7 separate regions of the Mus musculus genome follow, and all the other regions are linked to region 3. A link is a contact called in public ChIA-PET, Hi-C, HiChIP or PLAC-seq and promoter capture Hi-C data. All regions are on one chromosome and are shown on one strand. Each heading gives the region's core, a stretch centred on a gene start, on an enhancer-like site or on the middle of the called end of the contact. The rest is flanking DNA. Distances are from core to core; before and after follow the strand shown. Region 1 holds the start of Rnf34 (ring finger protein 34). Region 2 holds the start of Orai1 (ORAI calcium release-activated calcium modulator 1). Region 3 holds the start of Ppp1cc (protein phosphatase 1 catalytic subunit gamma). Region 4 holds the start of A930024E05Rik (RIKEN cDNA A930024E05 gene). Region 5 has its middle 11 kb from the start of Morn3. Region 6 holds the start of Rpl6 (ribosomal protein L6). Region 7 holds the start of Rhof (ras homolog family member F (in filopodia)).

Region 1 (2,700 bases), core at 152-2,651, 690 kb before region 3:
TGGTTATTTTTCTTGCTTGAGAGTTTTTTACACACACACACACACACCTTACATTATTGCAGTTTGTAATGTGGCTACTTGAGATCTATCTCTCAGGGGATTGTTGTTGGTTGGTTTTCCACGAAAACACTTGCTTGGCCTCAAACATGCAGCAATCCTCCACCTCTACCTCCTAAACGCTGATCACGGGCTTGTGCCACCATGCTTAAGGGGCTCTTTTCTTTTAACTGGCAAACTCTTTCTTAAACAGGGTGATTATATTTTGAATTACCTCTACCCCATCTTGACTAAGGCAGTGAAGGTGCTGGGCAAAACACTTGCTGAATTTCTCTATCCACTTGACCCTCTCTTCAATCGTCCACAGTAAATCTTTGACACTCTGTGCAAGGTCGTCAATCTAGCAGCCCAAAGCCAACACACTTACTTCTTCCACGAGATGGATACAACACCGTGAGGGAAGACATCACCACCTTCTGACTCACGCCATTTGACTTGATTTTGGGCAAATGAATCAATGCCTGAATTGACTGCTGTACACAGCCTCTTTAGAACTCTCTGCGATGGGGTTGAGAAAATTCATCTCCCCTAAGTAGGCCAAAATCACACACACACACACACACACACCACATACACACACACAAAACCTGCCCTTTTCTGAAACTTCTATCAGTGATTCTCCCACGCTCTCACTCCCACCTGGGAGCAAGGCTGCCAAATTACTTGCTGCGTACCTAGTGGCGATGTAGACACGTCTAGCGCTCTAGGTCACGGCCACAACATTTAAACCCACGGGAAGGACTCCTTGAAGGAGGACACCCCCAACCCCCCATGGGCCACTCAGGTCCTAGCCTCATCATACCACGCAGCGCTCTCTATGCCTTCTGTCTCGTGATGCACCCCCCGAAGTCTGGGTTAGCTCAAGGACTCGGGGGAGGCAGAGGGCACAGCCATGGCCAGAGACACCGAGGCTCTTGCGGCTTAAAAAAAAGCTCGGGACCCCGAGAAGAGCACAGGGCCCTGGGAACAGGGCCCAGCGGGCTGAGACCGCAGGGCCACTAGCCGCCTCCTCGGCCAGGACGCCGGAGGGCGCTGTGGGAGCTCGGGAGGGTCTGCTGCCTGGCCTCTCCGGCTGGAACCGGTCGGGGCCCCACACACACTTCGGGCCGGGCGCCCCGCTACGTGGTGGTCTCTCACGAAGCCCCTCTGGGTAACCGCTGAGACGGAAAACAGGAAGCGCTCTGGGCGTACGGGAGAGGCAAGGAGAGCCTCCCGGCTCCACCAGCCCCTCACCTTCATGGCCGCGACCGCCTCGGCTCGGTCGGCTCTACCGGGGAACTCAGCACCATAGCAGCCTCCTCACACAACGGATCTTCCTTCCTTCTAAGGCGGCGAATGCGGCGCCTCCCGAGACCCACTGAGCGTCCCTACGTAAGGGGGCATGGCCACGCTCGGCTCACGCCCCGGGAAGACGCCGAGCGGCGGGCGGAGCCCACCAATCCGAAGCGGGTCTTCGGGGGGCCCGATCACCAAAGCCAATGAAATGGTGAAGAAGGGGCGGGGTTTCGGGCGCAGTCTTGCGAGCGAAGGGGAGAGGGGAGGGGCGGAGGGAAACGGGGCGGGGCGAAGAGGGGCGGGGCGGGGCGTGACGCGACGTGACGCCCGGTCTGTCGGAGAGAAAGCCGCTCAGGCTGAATTGGCTTCCTATTTTGGGTGGATAGCTTCCCTCGGCCCGAGGCAGAAAAAGAGCTGTGGTGAAGTAGGAAACACTGTTGGTTTGAAGCTTTTATTCTAACCTGCGGAGCAGGGCCTCTCTCGGGCTTAACCCATTCTCCGAATGTTCTAGATCTCATCACCAGGAGAACCTCGGATCTCCTCAAGGAAGAGGGGCAGCACGATCTAGGGCGAGCCATTTAGAAGATGTACTGAGAACGGCTGAAGAACCAAAGGCTGTCCAATTCCAATTCTTTGTCGTTCGGTTCGTATGTGTGTGTGTGCGGTTTTCTTTTTAGACAAGATTTTTTCCTGGCTGTGCTGGCCAGAGAACTCCCAGTTTACACCAGGCTGGCTTGGAACTCAGAGAAATCATGCCTGCCTCTCTGCCTTCCGAGTGCTTGAGATTAAAGATGTGTTCCACCACAACTGCGTCCAATTGATGTAATGTTCAAATTTACCCAAGTACTAACTAACCCTTTCAAAGAATTCACATGATCCCTTCAAACTGACGTCGGGGCAGAAAAACAAGTGGCAAAAGATGGTATAAATTTCTTCAGCCTTGCTGGATTAAGGCTTTAATTAGTTGGTTTTCCTACATTTCTTTCTCTCACTTCAAAATAATATTTGAGGTCGGGCGTGGTGGCACACACCTTTAGTCCCAGCACTTGGGAGGCAGAGGTAGGCGGATTTCTGAGTTCGAGGCCAGCCTGGTCTACAAAGTGAGCTCCAGGACAGCCAGGGCTATACAGAGAAACCCTGTCTTAAAAAATAATAAAATAATAATAATAATTGAAATTTTAGAGCTCAAGATGTTACTTCTTCCTTAGCGAAGACCCAGACAACTCCTATTCTTATAATAATAATAATACTTTAAAATTCTTTGTATCTGGTTTTGCCTGCATGTGTATCTGTGCACCACATGTGTACAGTGATCAGGGAAGTCAGATGAGGATGTTGGATGCCCTGCAACTGAATTACAGTTGTGAA
Region 2 (2,700 bases), core at 82-2,581, 860 kb before region 3:
TAGGTTGATGTCATCGAAAGATAATAACAGCTCCAGGCAAACTCCAAGACAGGCAAGCCTGAAGGTATTCCTAGAGTTAAGGTCTGGTGCCTAACCTGCAGCCTCCAGGGGCGCCTCCTGCAGAGGCTTCGTACCACCTTCTTGGGACTTGAGGGGAGGAAAATATGCCTACCTCTTCATCAAGCAAGAGCCCTTTCAAGGGGAACATGTCCCACCCTCCTCCCCCACACCCAGTGACTCAGAGGCAAGTTTCTAGAGAAGAAAATGAGGGTGGGGAGTGGCACTCAACCCCTAGGCTGAGGCTCTTGGAAAATGCGGTGGGGTGGGGAGTGTAAAAGGGAGTAAGAGTTAGTGGAGTATGGGGAGGTGGAACGTATTGGGAAATCCCCTCCAATATTTGATAAAGTCTTGTTAATACCTTCCGGCCTTAGGTGTGCGAGAAGGCGCGGCCACAATGTAGCTCATCTTCATCTCCTGACACCTGTCCTCAGTGGGCTGGACCTTTTGCATCCTTCTTGTCCCCCTGATTACATGCAGGGCAGACTTCTTACATAGCAACTTCATGAAAGCAACATTCTTTGTAACCCTAACCTCTTTGCCGCGACAAGGTGCCCGTCTAAAAACACCTGCGCGTGGGTATCTCTATCTCTGGTCGTCCACCTCGCCCTCACAGCTCAGCAGCCTCTGGCTCCCCTCCGGCGCCTAGGACAGCTTTCCCCAGCTCTTCCCCTCACCCCAGGCACGCCCAGCCCGCTCCCAACTGTGGGCCCCGTCGGGGCTGCGGGCGGGAGCGGCCGAAGCAGGAAGAGGGGAGGAGGGCAGGGAGGCCCGAGCTCACCATGGCGAAGCCGGAGAGCAGAGCCGAGGTCCGGCTGGAAGCTTTGAGCTTGGCGCGGCTTAAGTAGAGCTTGCGCCAGGACAGCGCCTGCATCGAGTGCTCGTTGAGGCTCATCACCTCGGAGTAACTCTGGCCGATCCAGTCCGGGTAGCTGACGGCGGGTGGCGGCGGCGGCAGCGGTGGGGCCCCCGAGGGCTCCCCGTCCCCGCTGCGGCGGCGGCTCCGGCGGCTGCCGCTAGTGCTGCTGCCGCCGCTCACGGGAAGCTCCGGATTGCTGTGACTCGGGGGCGGGGCAGGCTCCGGATGCATGGAGTACGCTGCGAAGGCGCGGCTGGCGGCGAGCGCCTGAGAAGGCTGCGGCCCCGGGGCCGGGCCGGGCCGCGCCGCACCTCCGCCGGCCTCCCACTCGAGCCGGTCTCCCGCAGCCGGACGCACCGGATCCGAAGGCCGAGGCACTGGCTGCAGAACCGCTCCGCAAGTTCCAAGCGGCCGCGACCGGAGCCTGCGTGCCGACCGGCGTCCGGTCCCAAGCCGGCACCTCCGCGAGCTCCACGATTGGCCGGCGACCCGAGGTTATTTGCATACGCCACACCCACGAACACACCCCGCCCACAAGGCGGTGGGCGGTGTCCGTGCGAGTGACGTACCCCGCACCGCCTCCGACGGCTCCGCCCCCAGCCCCTGGCTCGCCTTCCTGGAAGCGCCCCACGCTGTCAGGCCTCGCTTCTCTTTGCAGCTGCTCCTGTGGCTTTGCTCCCGGAGCTCTTGACTTAGGCCATCCGAGGTCACCTCTGGGCGCCTCCTGAGGCCTATTTCCTCCTTGGAACAAGGTGGCAAAAGGTCTGTTGGAAAAAAGAGCAAGCGGAGGGCTACTAGAGTTCAGTGAGCGGTTATTGAGCGTCTATTGGGTGCCAACACGGTCCCAGGCACCGAGGGCAGGGTGTAGGCTTGTGATTGAGACGGACAAAGTCGATCCCGAAGATGTTATGCGTGCCTGGAGTCCCAGCATAGAGGAGACTGGAAAACAATGAGTTTGAAGGAGGAGTGAGCCCTTGCCTCGAAACACAAGAGGGACAAAATTCCCTGCACCCTTGCAGCCAACACTCTTGTAGAAAAGACACACAAACATCGAGTCAATTATAGTTCAGGAGACTGTAAATGTGTACAGAAAAAAAAAAGATAAAAAAAGGTGGATAGTAACAGGGTTTTTATTTTAATTTTAGAATGCTAGCCCCCGTTTGTATTTATTTATTTTTGAGACTACATAGCTCTGCCTGGTTTGAAACTTGTTATATAGACCAGGCTGGCTTCGAACTCACAAAGAGCCATCTGCCCAAGCCTCTGGACTACTGCCATTAGCATGTGCCTGCCATTAGCCTGTGCCTGCCATTCCCAGACCCCTCCGTAGCGTTTTCTATTCTGCAGGAGGCAGACTAAAAAGGTTCACACCTTGGGAGTCTCATCTGAGCTGAGACCTGGGCCAGCAAGATAGGCGCCAGGACCTAAGGGAAGAGGAAAATAGGGAGGTTCAGGGTGGGGCTCAGGAGATACCGGTAAGGTAGGGAGGGCACTGGGCTAAGGAACTTTAGGACACGTTAAGAGCAGTCTCACCGCTTTAACCCCCAGCCTTCAGAATGTTTCTTGGCACATACTCCACATTGAAGAAATGCTTGTTGACTGAATACATGTGGGAAAAACAAGAACAAATGATAAATTTAGATCCCAGTCAAATAAATCCTAAGCATGTGGTGTGGCACTCCAGGTCTAACAGTGTGAGAGTTAAACTCTTGTACAACCGCTAGAGGGCAGCCCTTCACTCAACCACATGGCACAAAAGAGAGGCCTCCTGTGGAGTTTCTGAG
Region 3 (2,700 bases), core at 175-2,674:
GGCAGTGGTGGCCCAAGCCTTTAATCCGTGCCCTAGGGAGGCAGAGGCAGGCGGATTTCTGAGTTTGAGGCCAGCCTGCTCTACAGAGTGAGTTCCAGGACAGCCCCAGGACCATACTGAGAAACCCTGTCTTGAAAAACACCCCCCCGCCCCCCGGGGAAATGCCCAGATTTTAAAAAGACACCTTTTCCCTTTTCTGTCAGTGATTTACTTGAAGACATCTACCACCAGAATTGCGCAGCTGTCCACCACTCCAAAAGTATTTTGGGCCAAAGCAAGCTAGTGTCAAGAGCCCAAATCAAGGTTACTGGATCTTCTCCTCTTTAGCTTCAGCGGATGTTGTGGGATCTGTGATTAGCAGGATCCAGACCTATGTCAAATTTGAAATCTCCAAAGTAGGAAACCACACGGCAGAAACCCCCAAGTCGGACAAAAGGAAAGCTGGGTTTTTGTTTTTGAACCTCTCCTCAACCACTGGACATCCTGGGTTCCCACGGGGTGAACAGTTGGAAGGCGGCAGGTTCTCTCTAGGTTCCTAGCTACCCCGGGGTTTGAAACCTGACTTTTAACTGTTAATTCTTGGTCCAGCGAGGTCTTGGGAGTTTCTCTTGCGAAACCCACTTCCAGGATAATAACAACACAGCACCTACCTGGCGGGTGCTCGCTGAACGCGGCAGCGTCCCCCTGTCCTCAGGGACACAACAATCTGATGATCAGAGAGAGCCACACTGTCACCCGGACTGGGTCCGTGTGCGGATGCACGTTCAAGGGGGAAAGAACGCTGGAGGATGGATGGCTTTGAGGGGAGGGTGGAGGGGGTAGGAAAATGCAGGAGACGGACTCTCATCGCACTGGGACGTCGTCCTGCCAAGCCAAGTCCCTCTGATGAGTCCTTGGACTCCAGATGATAAATGTGAAAGCAAGGACAGGGGAGTGATAAAAAATAATGGGGTCCCCAAACCCGGAGGCGCTTGTATGCGCGCCCCAGATCCAAAGCGGCTTCCGAGAAAAGACCGGCCCCTCCACTGGGCCTGATCCCCCACCGGCCGGGCCTGCCCCGCCACCCACCCGCGCGCCGCTCACCTTCCAGCAGCCGTTGGATGATGCTGTCGATGTTGAGTTTGTCGATATCCGCCATCGCCGTCCCGCCGCCGACCCTCCCGCAGCAGCAGCAGCAGCAGCGGCGCCGCCGCCCGCTCGCCCCGGGGTCTCACTCGTCCTCCTTCCTCACGCCACGAGCCCCACGAGCGGTGGTGGCGGCGGCGGCGGTGGCAGCAGCAGCCGCGGCGGGTCCACCCCCCCCAGCCGCCCCGCTCCGCTCCGGGCTTCCTCCTCCTCTCGCCACTGGGAACCACGAGAAGAACAAGATGGCCGCCGACTCCTCAGGCCAGCCTCGGGCGGCGCACGGATGCGCGCGCGGGAGTGCAGCGGCCCGGCCGGGACTTCTTTACGGGCCCATAGAGCGCGCGGGAAGGGGGCGGGGCCGGCGCCGGGAAGGGGCGGGGTTTGAGCGCGTAGGGCGGGGGTGGGGCGGAGCCCGGGCGGAGACGGTTGAGCGCGACTCCGCCACCGCGCGCGGGATCCTTCCGCCAAACGGGCGGGGGAAATAGACCCCCTGTGGCGGGAGAGGGAAGTTGTGAAGTTGGCGCGCGCAAGTTGAAGGTGGACTTTGTCAGTCTGCTGCGCGCTGCGAGGCTCACCAGCTCCTTCCGGCTCTGCTGCTTGGGGACAGAAGTCTGACCGACATGGCGGGGTGGGAGTTCAACACTGAATCACCCCTCGGAGCCAATCTGGGGTGGGGTTGCTTGCCTGTGGAGAATCATAAAGAGGAGGAGGTTGGAACGTTGGGGATTCAAATACTCTGGCACATTGGTGAACAAGAAGAGCTAGATATACGGCTCCGTGGTGAGAATGCTTGTCGAGTATGTGTGAGACCTTGGGTTCAATTCCCAGCACTGGCAAAATTTCATAATACTGCAATAAAGCATCTACGATACAATATTTGGAAAAAAGAAGCCCCCAAGATAAGCCAAAAAAATGTTAATCCACTGTGAGTGGCACATTAAGTAATTTGTGTGAGCTTCTTGTGTGCGCTAATGCTCTTTTACATTTTAGAGAGAGGTTGGGAGAATTCTGTAAGGGTTGCTACTACCTATCTTTTGAATTATCTTTCTTGAACTCAGAAAGTTATATAATAATTTAAGAGATTTCCCCTGTATTTAGCCGGAGCTGGGTTGAATGAGCGTGCCGGAGCAGATAAAATGGGAATTTGCACATTTCCTGGGAGGTTGCTGTGCGTGCGCTCTGGGCCTCAGCGCATTCATCTGCTGCTTGCCTCTAGCTTCCTTGACTCCCCAGGGGCACCCCTTCACCTGAGGGGTCCCCAACTCTGCTGCCTCGCAGGCTAGCTGCCTATGGAAGAAAAATGCACACCCATCTGACCCATTTATCTCTTCCCAGTAGCACGCCAGAAAATTTACAAAATGTTCTCCCCCAGCCCCACCTCCAGTTCATGTTTCTCAAAGCAAGAGGGATGGATCTGAGGATTCCTTTCCATGAATGCCTTGCAAGGTTGTCTCCCCATAGAGAGACTCATTTTCTACAAGCTCTGTCTTCCCGTGGCCCCGCAGCATGGTGTGTGATGCACCCATCTAGATCTGAGCCCTTTTCCTGATGCTAGCCCCCGACAGTGGGGTTTCA
Region 4 (2,700 bases), core at 176-2,675, 830 kb before region 3:
TAGTTTCAGTTTGGTGACAAACTTGGTGTTTGTCGCCTCATCTCTACGTAGATTTCTACCGATAACGTGCATGGATGGAATTTTTAAAAAAAAATTCAAAGAGCAGATTTGGGGACAGGTGGAAAAAAAGTACAGACCGATAAGGCAGGAAATTCTGACGTAAGGGAGGGTGACGATGTGTGGTTCACAGCTGATTTCAGGTGGCAAGGCCACTTCCTCCCCGTATCTGTCTGAACCAGTGCTCTTGACATTGGGACAAGATAAAAACAGCAGTCACCTAAACTCATAATTTCTTGAATCTGGGTTTCTCCAGGGTGCAAAATGACCTGCTTTAGCTTGTACGCCAAGCTAGCGTCACCTGGGAGGTCTCTCAGAACATCCTTGTGATGCTGTCATTAGGCCCTTGCAAGAAAGGAAGAGGCCCGGAGGGAAACAAAGTTTAGGGCCAGCATTTCTCTCAACTTAAAGGAATTCCAGGACCACTGAGGGTCAGTCAATTCTGGAAGCAGTCACAAGCACTACTTAAAAGACGGAGGAACATTGGGGATCTGCTACTCCAGGAATATTCACAAAGGCTGCCCCCCTTCTCCGCTGAGAAACAATATGGATCAATCAAGGTTGCTGTACCCCAGAAAGCCACAAACAACCACCACTTTTCTCTTAAACTGCCACACGAGAGAGGCTTACCTTTTGCCTGCCTGCATTAGAGACGCTGAATCCGATTCTCTATTCCCTCCTGTGTATCGATTTATCTCTTCTCAGCGAGTGTAGAGACTTTTTTTCCTTTCTCTTTAAAAGCCCAACTTCTATTTCAGGGCTGTACTACCGAGGCTATCCGAATGAATGAACCAAAGGCTTTCTTCCGGTCAGCTGCAGTCTGAAAAGGCTGTGGACTGGCTGTATTTCCTGTACCTGTGCGTGTGTCTCCATATTATTATTTCAGCCCCGGGAGTTTAAAAGTTATGCAGTCTGTACAGATACAGTGCTGAGGTAATTTCTTTCTGAGCCCCTCAGATGCCTCCTCCATATGGCAGGTTCGCAAATGGATAAGGGTCTGGACAGGCTGGCCCCTCCCCCCAGGCATGCAGTAGAAAAGCAAAACAGAAAAAGAAATCACACATACAAAATACTTTGAATTTAGGTCGCCAGCATAGGTAATGAGGAAAGGTGGGTGAAGGAAGAGAGGGACAGCCCTGCGTAACCCAAGCAAGAGGGGGCAGGGGCAGAGGTGGGGGGTCGTTTTGGGGGGTGCCAGGCCCCGGGGGCTTTCACGCCAGCAGGCTTGGCTAGCATTTCCGCGCCTCCCGCTGAGGCCATCCGTGCAAATCTGCACCTCCCTCCCCACCCCCTCCTCTCTTTCCCTCCCTCCCTGCCCCGCCATCTCTGGGATGCGCCCGCCGCCTGCAACTCAGCCCTCCAAAAGTCAGCTCCCGGGCGGCGGCGGCGCCTGCGTGCAGAGGCGCACTCGTGACCCAACAACAAAACAGCGATGCCAAGGCGCTAACAGCGCCCGGTGCGTCCCAGGCTCCCTTCTGGCCCCACACCTCCTACGGCTGCGGTCCCCGACACCCCCAACCCGAGCCCCCCCTTTCCCCAACTAGCCTAGCCGCAAGCTCCGAGCGCGATCGGCAACAATGTTTACGTTCCGGGGATTATGACGTCGACGCCTCCCCCCCCACAACTGCTGAAAATGGTTTCCTAGGACTTTGCAAACGGATCTGCTTAAGTGTTGGTGCAAAACTTTGTAGATATCGGCTCTGGCTTGCTCTATTTATTTATTTTTTTGCTTTCTTTTCTTTGGTCTTCCCTCCTTTCCCCCTCCGCCAAAATGCAGGGGGCAGGAGTGTTGACAATTAATTGGTGAACTCTCCTAAAAAAATGGAGGCAGAGAAAGACTCTGGAAGAAGATTGGTGTGTAGCTTTTTTTTTCTCCCCCAAATCTGTATCTGGTATATGATCGATTTATCTATCTATTTATTTTTTTGGTTGTTTCTTGCTGCCTTTTCTTTCCTTTTCTGTATTTTGCAAGAGGACCGGAAAAAAATAATAAATTGCATGCAAAAGGAAGCAAGCAGCTTACTCCTCCAGTCTCTTGTGAGGCTCAGGGTCTCAGACACTTAAGTGGGGAGGAGGCAACGCCGAAAGGCGTGGAAGGGACTGAGCGGGCTCGGGGTTCGCCTGGGATCTGGGGGGCTGCGGGGCTCGGTGCTGAGCGGCGGAGGGAGGAGGAAGAAGGATGCGGGGAGTGGTGGGGGAGTCTCCTTAGGAAGTGAGTGTGCGCGCGCGCTCGTGGGGAGATGAGGCAGCTGCTGGTGCGTTTTGGGGTCTCTGATAGAAGCTTTGTGGTGGGCTGGCTGCCTCTCTCCCCCCACATTCTTAACCTCCTCCCCTCCCCTCCTCTTCTTGCACTAGCGGTCGGTCGGCGGGGGCCGTTAGGGTCTCAACCCTTCCGTTTCAGCTTTCCAGCTTTTCTGTAGCTCGGGAGCAGCTCCAGCCTTAGTAATGCCGCCGGCCCTGGGTTCCGGCTTCCCGGGTTGGCCGCCGTGGCCGCCAGGGCTGCTGTTACCGCGGAGCCGGTTGCTGCAGCGGCTTCTCTCGGGGCCTACATCTGCCCCGCCAGCTCATACCCGGAGCCCCCTTCAGGGGTTACATAACCAGGCTCCCAGTCGAGTGGGCAAAGCTTAGCACATCACTTGGCGT
Region 5 (2,700 bases), core at 35-2,534, 900 kb before region 3:
TAAGAGGAGATCCGCCACCAGGCCCAAGGCTCTGAGTTCAAACACTGAGACTTGCATGTTGGAAAGAGAGAGCTCTGTAGACTTGTGTACTGAATGTCACGCTCATACCACTACATGGGTGCAACTTACACATGCACACAGACACGGATGAATAAATCGTAAACCCGTAAATAATCTTCCTTAGAGAGTTTTACTAACTTCTCCCTTTTGAAGTAGGCGATTTTGGTCTAACAGTCGCTTCCTGCCTCATTCCCTACCACCCCTCAATGTTCAGGAACACACATGGTCTCTCACCCTCCACTTTGGTCCTAATCTCCTCTTCTGGCATCTAGACTTCCTCTCCCCAAGTCCAGCACGACTGTATTGACTGGACAGTCTCTGAAGTGCACAGACGTCACCCAGCAGATGTCAAGGTGCTCCCACAGCTACCTCCAAGACTGCCTCTACATCTGAACCACGTGACCTTCCCACAAGAACCCTTTAAGAACTGGGGCTGAACTACAGGCTTCTTGGTGTCCCCAGCCATCAGAACAGTCTTCATATATTGAACACTATCCGCTTTCCATACTTGTTTATGGAAACAAATGAACCAACCACCTTCAGGACACAAAAGCCACACATAATTCTATGCAGACTTCTTTGCTAGCCTTTATGCAATAAATCTGCCTAACAGACAAGAACCACTTACTAATAATTCTTGGTAATCTCTCCGAACACTCGGAGGCATCCGAAGTGAGTTCTGCTTTGAGCCCTGGCCTCTCAGCTCCCTGTGTAGCTGAGGATCTTGAACTCCCGAGTGATTCTCCTCCCTCTGAGCCCGAGCTACCGTGCATGATTCCTAAAATGCTTCGTGATGTTTCAAGCATTCTTAAAAAAAAAGGCTAAGAAATGATTAGGGATAAATCCAAAACTAAACTTTTCCGCCTGAGAATCCTGGCGTTCGGGAAGCTGAAGGAAGAAGATTGGGGTTCGAGGCCTGCCTGGACTGATACATTGTACTAGTCCCAGAAACACAAAATTGAAAGAAAAAACAGTTCCTTCACGTAGACATGGGTAATTATGTAAGAATCTTTAAATTAGAAAAATAATTTCTGTGTCCACAGTCCAGTCTTCACGTGACTAGGAAGGGCGGCACTGGAGGAGTCACGAACCCTAGCCGCACACTCAGGCTCGCCCTCCGTCGGTTCCGCGTGGAAGCGCGATTCCCACCCCCATCTCCCACTCACTTCCGCGAAGAGTACCCAGAGCGCAGGCGCAACCTCGGGCCCGCCTTTCAGAGACCTCCCAGACGCGTGTTGGTGATTGCGCATGTGCAGAGGGGCTAGGACGGGTAATTCCGCGGGAGCAGGTAGGTCTCGAGAACTCCCGCGACTGGCTCCTCCCACCTAAAAAAAAATTAAGCCGGCGGGGCTCCTTCGCCGTGCGCACGCGCACTGCGTGCAGGAAGATCGCGTGTGTGAAGCGAGCCTAACGCATGCGCATTTAAAGCCCCCCGAAATTCATGACGTCAGCCACACCATCCTGTTTGTAGCCCCGTTCCCCACAATCCCGCTTTTAAAGAGCTAGAATCTAGTTCTGATTGTGGTTTTGACTTATAATTTTATTTTATTGTTATTTAAAAATTCACTATGATTCTTGGTAGAAATGTAAGTTCGCATAGTGTGGTTGGCTAAATACAACAAAATGTTTTGTTTAATATTTTTGTGTATGACTGTTTTGGGGGTGTGTTCCTTGTGCCAGGGGAATCCAGAAGAGGGAGTCAGAGCACCTGGAACTGGAGTAACAGACGGTTGTTGCCTGCCATGTGGGTGCTGGGAACAGAACCCAGGTTGTCTGGAAGAGCAGCCAATGCTCTAACCACTGAGCTGTAGATATAAGGGTCGATTCTTCCTCCCGGTCCCGTGTTCCCAGAAATAAGACTCAGACTCAAAACAGATTTCCAAATACCTTGGCCATAGAGCTAGGCTCTTCTCTGACTAGAATCATAACTTATGATAACCCACTAATTTTAATCTATATTCTGCCCCATGGCTGGTTACCTGTGCTCAGGTTCCATGCATCCTCCCAGGTGGACCTCGTGCCTGGCTCTATCCCAGAATTCTTTCTCTCTCCCAGATGTCCTACCTCCTATTTCCTGCCTAAGCCATAAGCCATCAGATTTAACTATTGACAGGTGCCACAACCATACAGTAACAGCTCTCTCCACTGAGCGGTCTCCTCAGCTTTTGGGTGGTGGTTGTTGTCGTTGTTGTTGCTTGCTTGCTTGCTTTCTTTCTTTCTTTCTTTCTTTCTTTCTTTCTTTCTTTTTTCTTTTTTCTTTTTTTTTTTGTCTTTTGAGGTAGGGTTTCCCCTGAAGGCCAGGGTGTCCTTGAATTTATACTTCTGCCTTGTTTTCCCAAGTGCTAAACTTACCACCATGCTTGGTGTAAAATGCTTTTTTAAATTGAGTACTTAGGGGGCTGGAGAGATGGCCCAGTGGTTAAGAGCACTGACTGCTCTTCCAGAGGTCCTGAGTTCAAATCCCAGCAACCACAAGGTGGCTCACAACCATCTGTAATGGGATCCAATGCCCTCTTCTGGGATATGTCTGAAGCCAGCTGTAGTGTACTCATCTAAATAAAAATAAATACATCTTTAAAATTAAGTAATACTTAAAATTAAGTATTTAGGGCTGGAAAGATGGCCCAGTGGTTAATAGTA
Region 6 (2,700 bases), core at 60-2,559, 950 kb after region 3:
CCAACTGTTTTGGTGACAGTAGCAAGGACCTTCTCTTTTTTCTTCTTCTTCTCAACCTACAAAGACAAACCCATCAATCCAGGATCCTGCCAGACCTCAAACGCAGGAATAAGGCATCATAGTGGGCCATCCGTTCCCTCTCCTACCTTGGTCTTGGCAGCCGAGTATTTCCTTTTGTACAAGGCCTTCCTGGAGTACATAGCAGATCGGGAGTACCTGCCAATTCCTCTCACCAGGACAGGGTTTCGGCTGCAATGGGGCTTCGCCTTCTTGGGCTTTTTACCCTTAGGGTGAACCTTTTTGGCTACTTTGGCGGCCCGGGGCCGGGAGGCAGCAGCATCACTGCCAGCCTTCTTGGCCGCAGGTTTCTTCTCCTTTGTATCAGGCGCTTTTTCACCCGCCATCTAGGGATATAAACAATAAAGGCATTTCATCAACCATTTGTCAACAAGCTAGTATGAAAACCATCCTCTGATGCTTGCAATGCCTCTTCCTTCCAAACACAGGGTTAAGTATCTAGCACTATTAGTTTTTTTGTTTTTTTTTTTTTGCTAAAAAACTTTTTTGTGGTTCCTTATCTTATTCTTCCATTTTTGTGAATCAGAAAACCAAAGACAATCTTTGCTAGTGTCTACACAGGCAAGGAAGCCCAGAATCTCGAGGCTCTTCTGTGCGACCCACTTCAGTGCCAGCAGCCTACAGGCAGAGGCCAGGCAATGGTTCGGGGCCACGGGTTGCTCTAGCACGGGACACTATGACAGACCCAGGGGAACGGGCCTGCCATAAATCCAAACCCATGCACCAGCACGGAACACCCGAGACCTCCCCCTCTGGTGTCGCCCTAGGTCCCGAAGCCACCACGATGGCCCCAGCTCCGCAAAGTAGCCGACAGCGGTGCTCTCCGGTCGTCTTCCGGGGACGCGGTTCCCCACCTTCAGTCGCGAAGCCCAACGTGGCCAAGACAGGCTCAACAGAAGGTTCTGGAACCCCCACTGCAGGGTCGCAAGTCGCAACACAGGCCCTCCAACCCTCCCCAGGTTACGGCAGCCGGCAGGGCCCAGCGACCATCTCGGGCGCTACGCTCGTTCTTAGCCCCCCGCCAACCCACGCTGACAGAAATGAAGCTCCCGAGAGATCTGGCGAATGATCCCGACCATAGGCGGCCCTGGGTAGTGATCCCCGGATGTCCCCCAATTTCGGATGGACGAGGATTGGGGTCCCGAAAGCCGCTGCCACACAGACGCCCGCCATTCCTACCTTGCAAGACGGGAAAGAGAACTAAGGCAGCGGCTTCCGGTCTATAAGCAATGACGGGAGGTGACCAAGATCACTTCCTTCCTGTATGGGGCATCATGGGAAATGTAGTTTTTCTTTACTCCGTGGCAATGCACCTAGGGAACGTCCCCCCAGGCCCCACCCCCACCCTAATAGGTAAGGGCAGCTGAGATGGCTGAGCAAGTAAAAGCGCTTTCTCCTAAAATGATGAACAGACTTTGAGCCTTGCGACTCATGTGGTGGAAGAAAGGACTTTACAGAGTTTTCTTCTTCTCCTCCTCCTCCTTCTTCTTCTTTTTTTTTTTTTTTTGGTTTTTCGAGACAGGGTTTCTCTGTGTAGCCCTGCCTGTCCTGGAACTCATGCTGTAGACCAGGCTGGCCTCGAACTCAGAAATCCACCTGCCTTTGCCGCCCAAGTGTTGGGATTAAAGGCGTGTTGCACCACGCCTGGCCAGAGTTATCTTCTAAAAACTAAAGGTTAGGGTTGGAGTGATGGCCCAGTGGTTAAGAGAACTGGCTGCTCTTCCAGAGTTTTTTGAGTTCAATTTCCAGCAACCACATGATGGCTCATAACCATCTGTAATGGGATCCCATACCCTCTTCTGGTGTGTCTGAAGACAGCTACAGTGTAGTGTACTCATATACATAAGATAAATAAATCTTGCCAGGGCTATGCAGAGAAACCCTGTTTTGAAAACCAAATACATAAATAATAAATAAATAAATAAATCTTTAAAAAAAAAAAGTCTGACAGTGGTGGCACACCCCTTCAATCCCAGCACTAGGAAGGCAGAGGCTGGTAGATCTCTGTGAGTTTGAGGCCAGCCTGAACTACAAAGCTAGTTCTAGGAGAGCCAAGGCTATGCAAGCAAACCCTGCCCCCAAAACAAAATAAACAAATTAAATAGGAAAAAATAAATAAGATTTAAAATAAAACTTTTTTGTTCATTACATTTTTAAATAAGCTACTATCCTTTGAAAAATGACACTGTATACCTGACAGTGCCTTACTTTTTATTACATTTTATTTTATGTGTATGCTTATGTGAGCATGTGGGAGTGGGGAGTGGATGCATGCCCCAGCATACAGATGGAAGTCAGTGGACAACTTGGGGACGCCGGCTCTCTCTACCACATGAGGCCTAGAGATCAGTCATCTTAAGAGGACTTAGGTCATCACAGGCCCCGCATATAACAATTATCCTCTACCTCATAGTGCTTAGAACGACGTATACACATGATTTCTATTGTCTTCTACTTGTCTGTTGCCTGTTGCTAGTGGTAGGAGCTTTTCTCTTGACTTTCTTTTTTTTTTTTTTATCTTCTTTTTTTTTTTCTTTTTTTTTTTTTTCCATTTTTTATTAGGTATTTCGCTCATTTACATTTGCAATGCTATACCAAAAGTCCCCCATAGCCACCCACCCT
Region 7 (2,700 bases), core at 56-2,555, 970 kb before region 3:
CCCAAGTTGGGCACCCCTCCAGCTTCTATTGGCTCGCCCTCTATACAGCTGTACCCAATATAACAAACACAACCTTCCTGGCCCCTCAGCTGTAGTCTCGAAATTGATCTCACTGGTCCCGGGAACTCCGTCAATACTGCCTCCTCTAGACTGAGCTCCTCACAGGCAGGAACATGGTTGTTTCTCAATAAACAAGTTGCAAAAAAAGGAATGAGTGAGTTGCTGAACATTTGTCTATGGGCGGTTGATCCAGTGACAAGAGGGGCTTCTCCCTAACAGCTGGAGATTGGTTCAGGTTTCCACCCACCCTGTTGTCTTTGCGTTTTCACGGGCGGTCGCTGCTGTCCTCTGGTGGTGGAGCCGTGTATTGCGTCTCCTGGCGCAATGGGGGAGGAGGCGGGGAAACAAGGAGTGAGGTTGGTAGTTACTCCACAGAGTAAAATTTTCTTGATGTTTGCTGAGAACTTGAAAATCAAGACTCCCCATTGTGAGGCCCAGGACAAGAGCTTTGCCAACACTGCTTTGAAGAAATGAACTCCTCTAGTAGAATTATATTCACCCTCAGGATCTGCCTACTGCTGGCAGTCTCCTGGGGTCCTACCGCTTGACCACTGGCCTGATTTTGGAGGTGGACTCGCGGCACACAGTAACAGGAAAAGCATGGGTCGCAGTGATATGAGCCAGCTGTACTGCTAGTAGTTCTGGGAGTACTAGCAATTTGAATGGGGATGAGAGTGGAGCTCCTGGGGTGAAAGACCGGACACCAGAACACTTATTGGTAGCGACAAGGATTATCCGTTTCCAAAGTTTACGGAAGGTCCAGATATTCTCAACTAGGGCTCTCGGCTTGTCACATTTGCGACTTGTCATGTTTGGGGTCGCCCTTCCGAGCCGAGTATCTTGAGTCCGCCCTGAAAACAGGCTGCTGACGGAAGGCATTCGCCGGCAGGGGGCGCCATGGCTCCACAGTACGGGCCAACGGAATGGGTGGGCAGGGTAGGTGGGCAGAATTCCTGCATTTGCACACCGGCTAAGGCCAGGGTCAGACTATGTGGACACACACAACCCACCTTTTGGCATCTTCTCCGAACGACCGCGGCTACAACCTGTGGGAAGATAAGCTGTAGCAGCAAGGGCTGGATGCGAACCCGGGTGCTAGGATACAGCCCGCCAATCAACGTTTTCTCTGTGGGGGTGGGACCGGCCAATCAAAGGGTCCTTGCTAGAAGGCGGAGCTTGCCAACTAAAGGCTGTCTCTGTGAAGAGGCAGAAACCACGAATCTACTAAGCAGGGGGTGGGGGTGCACTGCGCTTGCGGTTCAGCATCCATTTCTTCAGGTTCTTCATTTCCCCTGGGACTGCAAGACAAATACCCGGGGTCCCCGGACCATAGCCGAGGAGAATTAAGACAGGGTGGTGAACCTGGGAGGCTGCCTGGCAGAGGTGGCGCCAGCTGCCCGTGGGTGGAGCCTCGTAGCCCTGCCCTGTAACCCCGCCCCTGCCCTGTCGCTCTACTGGGCTCTAGCCAGCGCGCAGCATCCAGCGCTGCGGGCTCCGGGCTATGGACGCCCCGGGTGCTCCGGCCCCAGCCGCCGCCCCCAGCTCGGCGAGGAAGGAGCTGAAGATAGTGATCGTAGGTGACGGCGGCTGCGGCAAGACGTCCCTGCTAATGGTGTACTGCCAAGGCTCATTTCCCGAGGTAAGGCCCGCTTGGTGGCAGGAGGGGTGAGGATGGGCTTGGGACCGCAGGGAACAAGGGCTTTACCCCAACCTGGACCCAGGCCCCAAGCCTGGACCATGGAGTCTCAGCTGTCTCCTCCAGGCAGCCCTTTGAGAATTCCTGAGCCCAGTGGTTTGCCAGGTTCGAGCTGGTTGGAGTGAGGGTGTTAGACAGTCGTGGGGGGAGGGATATGTCTGGGATGGTTAGCTCACCTTTGCACCCCTTAAAAGATCAACCCGACCCCCCCCCTCTCTCGCAGCACTACGCCCCGTCGGTGTTTGAGAAGTACACGGCTAGTGTGACAGTGGGTAACAAGGAGGTGACCCTGAACCTCTACGACACGGCTGGTGAGTGCACCAGAGCACACAGGCTCCCTGTGGTCATTCCCAAGGTTTCCCCTGCCTTCTGGGGCATTTCCTTCATGACACCCTAACAGGCCAGGTCCCTGCAGGATGCTGGCTGGCTGGGAGGCTCTGGAAGCCAAAAGGACCCTGGCCATCTCAGCTTTAAGTGGAGGTGATAGATTGAGGTGAACTCTGGACCCCCTTCCCCAGCATCCCCCACCCCCCAGCGCTAAGTACCATTCGTTCCCTAGCTATGTTCCTCTCCTGTGGTTCTAGGAAACGTGGGCTGTACTTCTACCTCCCAGGGCTGCAGAATTCGTTCCTTACTGTGTGTGGTCTTTGCTTTGAGTCCCCTGGGGGCTTGGATTCCAATTAGCTGTGTTCCCCAGCCCTATAATTTTAGTTTAGTGAGATCTGGATCAGGGCTGTGACTCCTGGATGCTGCGTATGGCTGGGCAGGTCTATGTGTTGGGACCCCCGAGGTCCTGTGTGAATGTATCTCTCTTCCTGTGCCCCTGGATTCTGGGATCCTAGAGCTCCAGTCTATTCTGTGGTTTCTTGGTCTTGGGCTGTGAAGAAACAGACGATTTGCGCTAAGGCTCTAAAGTCTGGCCAGGCAGTGGTGGCACGAGCACG

What was found. A called contact is a pair of places that touch in the nucleus more often than the background predicts. ChIA-PET counts read pairs in DNA pulled down with a chosen protein or histone mark. HiChIP or PLAC-seq counts read pairs in DNA pulled down with a chosen protein or histone mark. Capture Hi-C pulls out chosen DNA fragments and counts their contacts.
Region 1: an RNA polymerase II ChIA-PET map of effector CD8 T cells shows a contact between it and region 3, with 7 read pairs. The contact joins the promoter of Rnf34 here to the promoter of Ppp1cc in region 3. A contact is called at or near these places in 1 of 39 promoter capture datasets (liver) and 5 of 115 datasets of contacts at active chromatin or transcription factors (cardiomyocytes, effector CD8 T cells, embryonic hindbrain and 2 more).
Region 2: an RNA polymerase II ChIA-PET map of memory CD8 T cells shows a contact between it and region 3, with 12 read pairs. The contact joins the promoter of Orai1 here to the promoter of Ppp1cc in region 3. A contact is called at or near these places in 1 of 39 promoter capture datasets (pre-B cells) and 3 of 115 datasets of contacts at active chromatin or transcription factors (embryonic stem cells, memory CD8 T cells and microglia).
Region 4: a contact with region 3 is called in a promoter capture Hi-C map of liver, with 2.0 times the contacts expected there. The contact joins the promoter of A930024E05Rik here to the promoter of Ppp1cc in region 3. A contact is called at or near these places in 3 of 39 promoter capture datasets (liver, pre-B cells and stem cell-derived epiblast-like cells), 5 of 115 datasets of contacts at active chromatin or transcription factors (cardiomyocytes, effector CD8 T cells, memory CD8 T cells and 2 more) and 1 of 9 other capture datasets (liver).
Region 5: a contact with region 3 is called in a Hi-C map of B cells, with 11 read pairs. The contact joins the enhancer-like site here to the promoter of Ppp1cc in region 3. A contact is called at or near these places in 3 of 39 promoter capture datasets (the C10 cell line, cranial neural crest and pre-B cells), 1 of 484 Hi-C or Micro-C datasets (B cells) and 2 of 115 datasets of contacts at active chromatin or transcription factors (bone marrow-derived macrophages and memory CD8 T cells).
Region 6: an H3K4me3 HiChIP or PLAC-seq map of bone marrow-derived macrophages shows a contact between it and region 3, with 4 times the contacts expected there. The contact joins the promoter of Rpl6 here to the promoter of Ppp1cc in region 3. A contact is called at or near these places in 1 of 39 promoter capture datasets (cranial neural crest) and 2 of 115 datasets of contacts at active chromatin or transcription factors (bone marrow-derived macrophages and extraembryonic endoderm stem cells).
Region 7: a contact with region 3 is called in a Hi-C map of B cells, with 11 read pairs. The contact joins the promoter of Rhof here to the promoter of Ppp1cc in region 3. A contact is called at or near these places in 3 of 484 Hi-C or Micro-C datasets (B cells, the G1E-ER4 cell line and embryonic stem cells), 6 of 115 datasets of contacts at active chromatin or transcription factors (bone marrow-derived dendritic cells, bone marrow-derived macrophages, embryonic stem cells and 2 more) and 2 of 9 other capture datasets (liver and pancreatic islet).

The regions. Positions count from the first base shown.
Region 1 is chr5:122,848,889-122,851,588 of GRCm38.p6, reverse strand. Rnf34 (ring finger protein 34) reads right to left here and starts at 1,401. Exons shown (of 6, transcript NM_030564.1): 1 at 1,291-1,401. The coding sequence starts at 1,296. It overlaps Gm33044 (predicted gene, 33044), which reads left to right and starts at 1,653. Exons shown (of 2, transcript NR_169045.1): 1 at 1,653-1,756; 2 at 1,844-2,139.
Region 2 is chr5:123,013,705-123,016,404 of GRCm38.p6, reverse strand. It overlaps Orai1 (ORAI calcium release-activated calcium modulator 1), which reads right to left and starts at 1,331. Exons shown (of 2, transcript NM_175423.3): 1 at 839-1,331. The coding sequence starts at 1,147. Gm2479 (a long non-coding RNA gene) reads left to right here and starts at 1,378. Exons shown (of 3, transcript XR_387710.4): 1 at 1,378-1,678.
Region 3 is chr5:122,156,999-122,159,698 of GRCm38.p6, reverse strand. Ppp1cc (protein phosphatase 1 catalytic subunit gamma) reads right to left here and starts at 1,424. Exons shown (of 7, transcript NM_013636.4): 1 at 1,084-1,424. The coding sequence starts at 1,138.
Region 4 is chr5:122,988,079-122,990,778 of GRCm38.p6, reverse strand. It overlaps A930024E05Rik (RIKEN cDNA A930024E05 gene), which reads right to left and starts at 1,425. Exons shown (of 3, transcript NR_045820.1): 1 at 688-1,425. Kdm2b (lysine (K)-specific demethylase 2B) reads left to right here and starts at 1,680. Exons shown (of 23, transcript NM_001003953.2): 1 at 1,680-1,911. The coding sequence starts at 1,879.
Region 5 is chr5:123,056,660-123,059,359 of GRCm38.p6, reverse strand. No RefSeq gene overlaps it. Among named protein-coding and RNA genes, the nearest start is that of Morn3, 11 kb to the right of the region's middle. Within about 2 kb of position 1,284, at least 361 of the 459 cell types and tissues checked have an H3K27ac peak or open chromatin away from gene starts, as enhancers often do. A contact at or near this core is called in B cells, bone marrow-derived macrophages, memory CD8 T cells and 1 more, where this site is marked.
Region 6 is chr5:121,203,110-121,205,809 of GRCm38.p6, reverse strand. Rpl6 (ribosomal protein L6) reads right to left here and starts at 1,309. Exons shown (of 7, transcript NM_011290.5): 1 at 1,258-1,309; 2 at 147-404; 3 at 1-56. The coding sequence starts at 404. LOC115490270 (a small nucleolar RNA gene) reads right to left here and starts at 800; the gene lies at 667-800.
Region 7 is chr5:123,131,234-123,133,933 of GRCm38.p6, reverse strand. Rhof (ras homolog family member F (in filopodia)) reads left to right here and starts at 1,305. Exons shown (of 5, transcript NM_175092.3): 1 at 1,305-1,699; 2 at 1,980-2,067. The coding sequence starts at 1,562.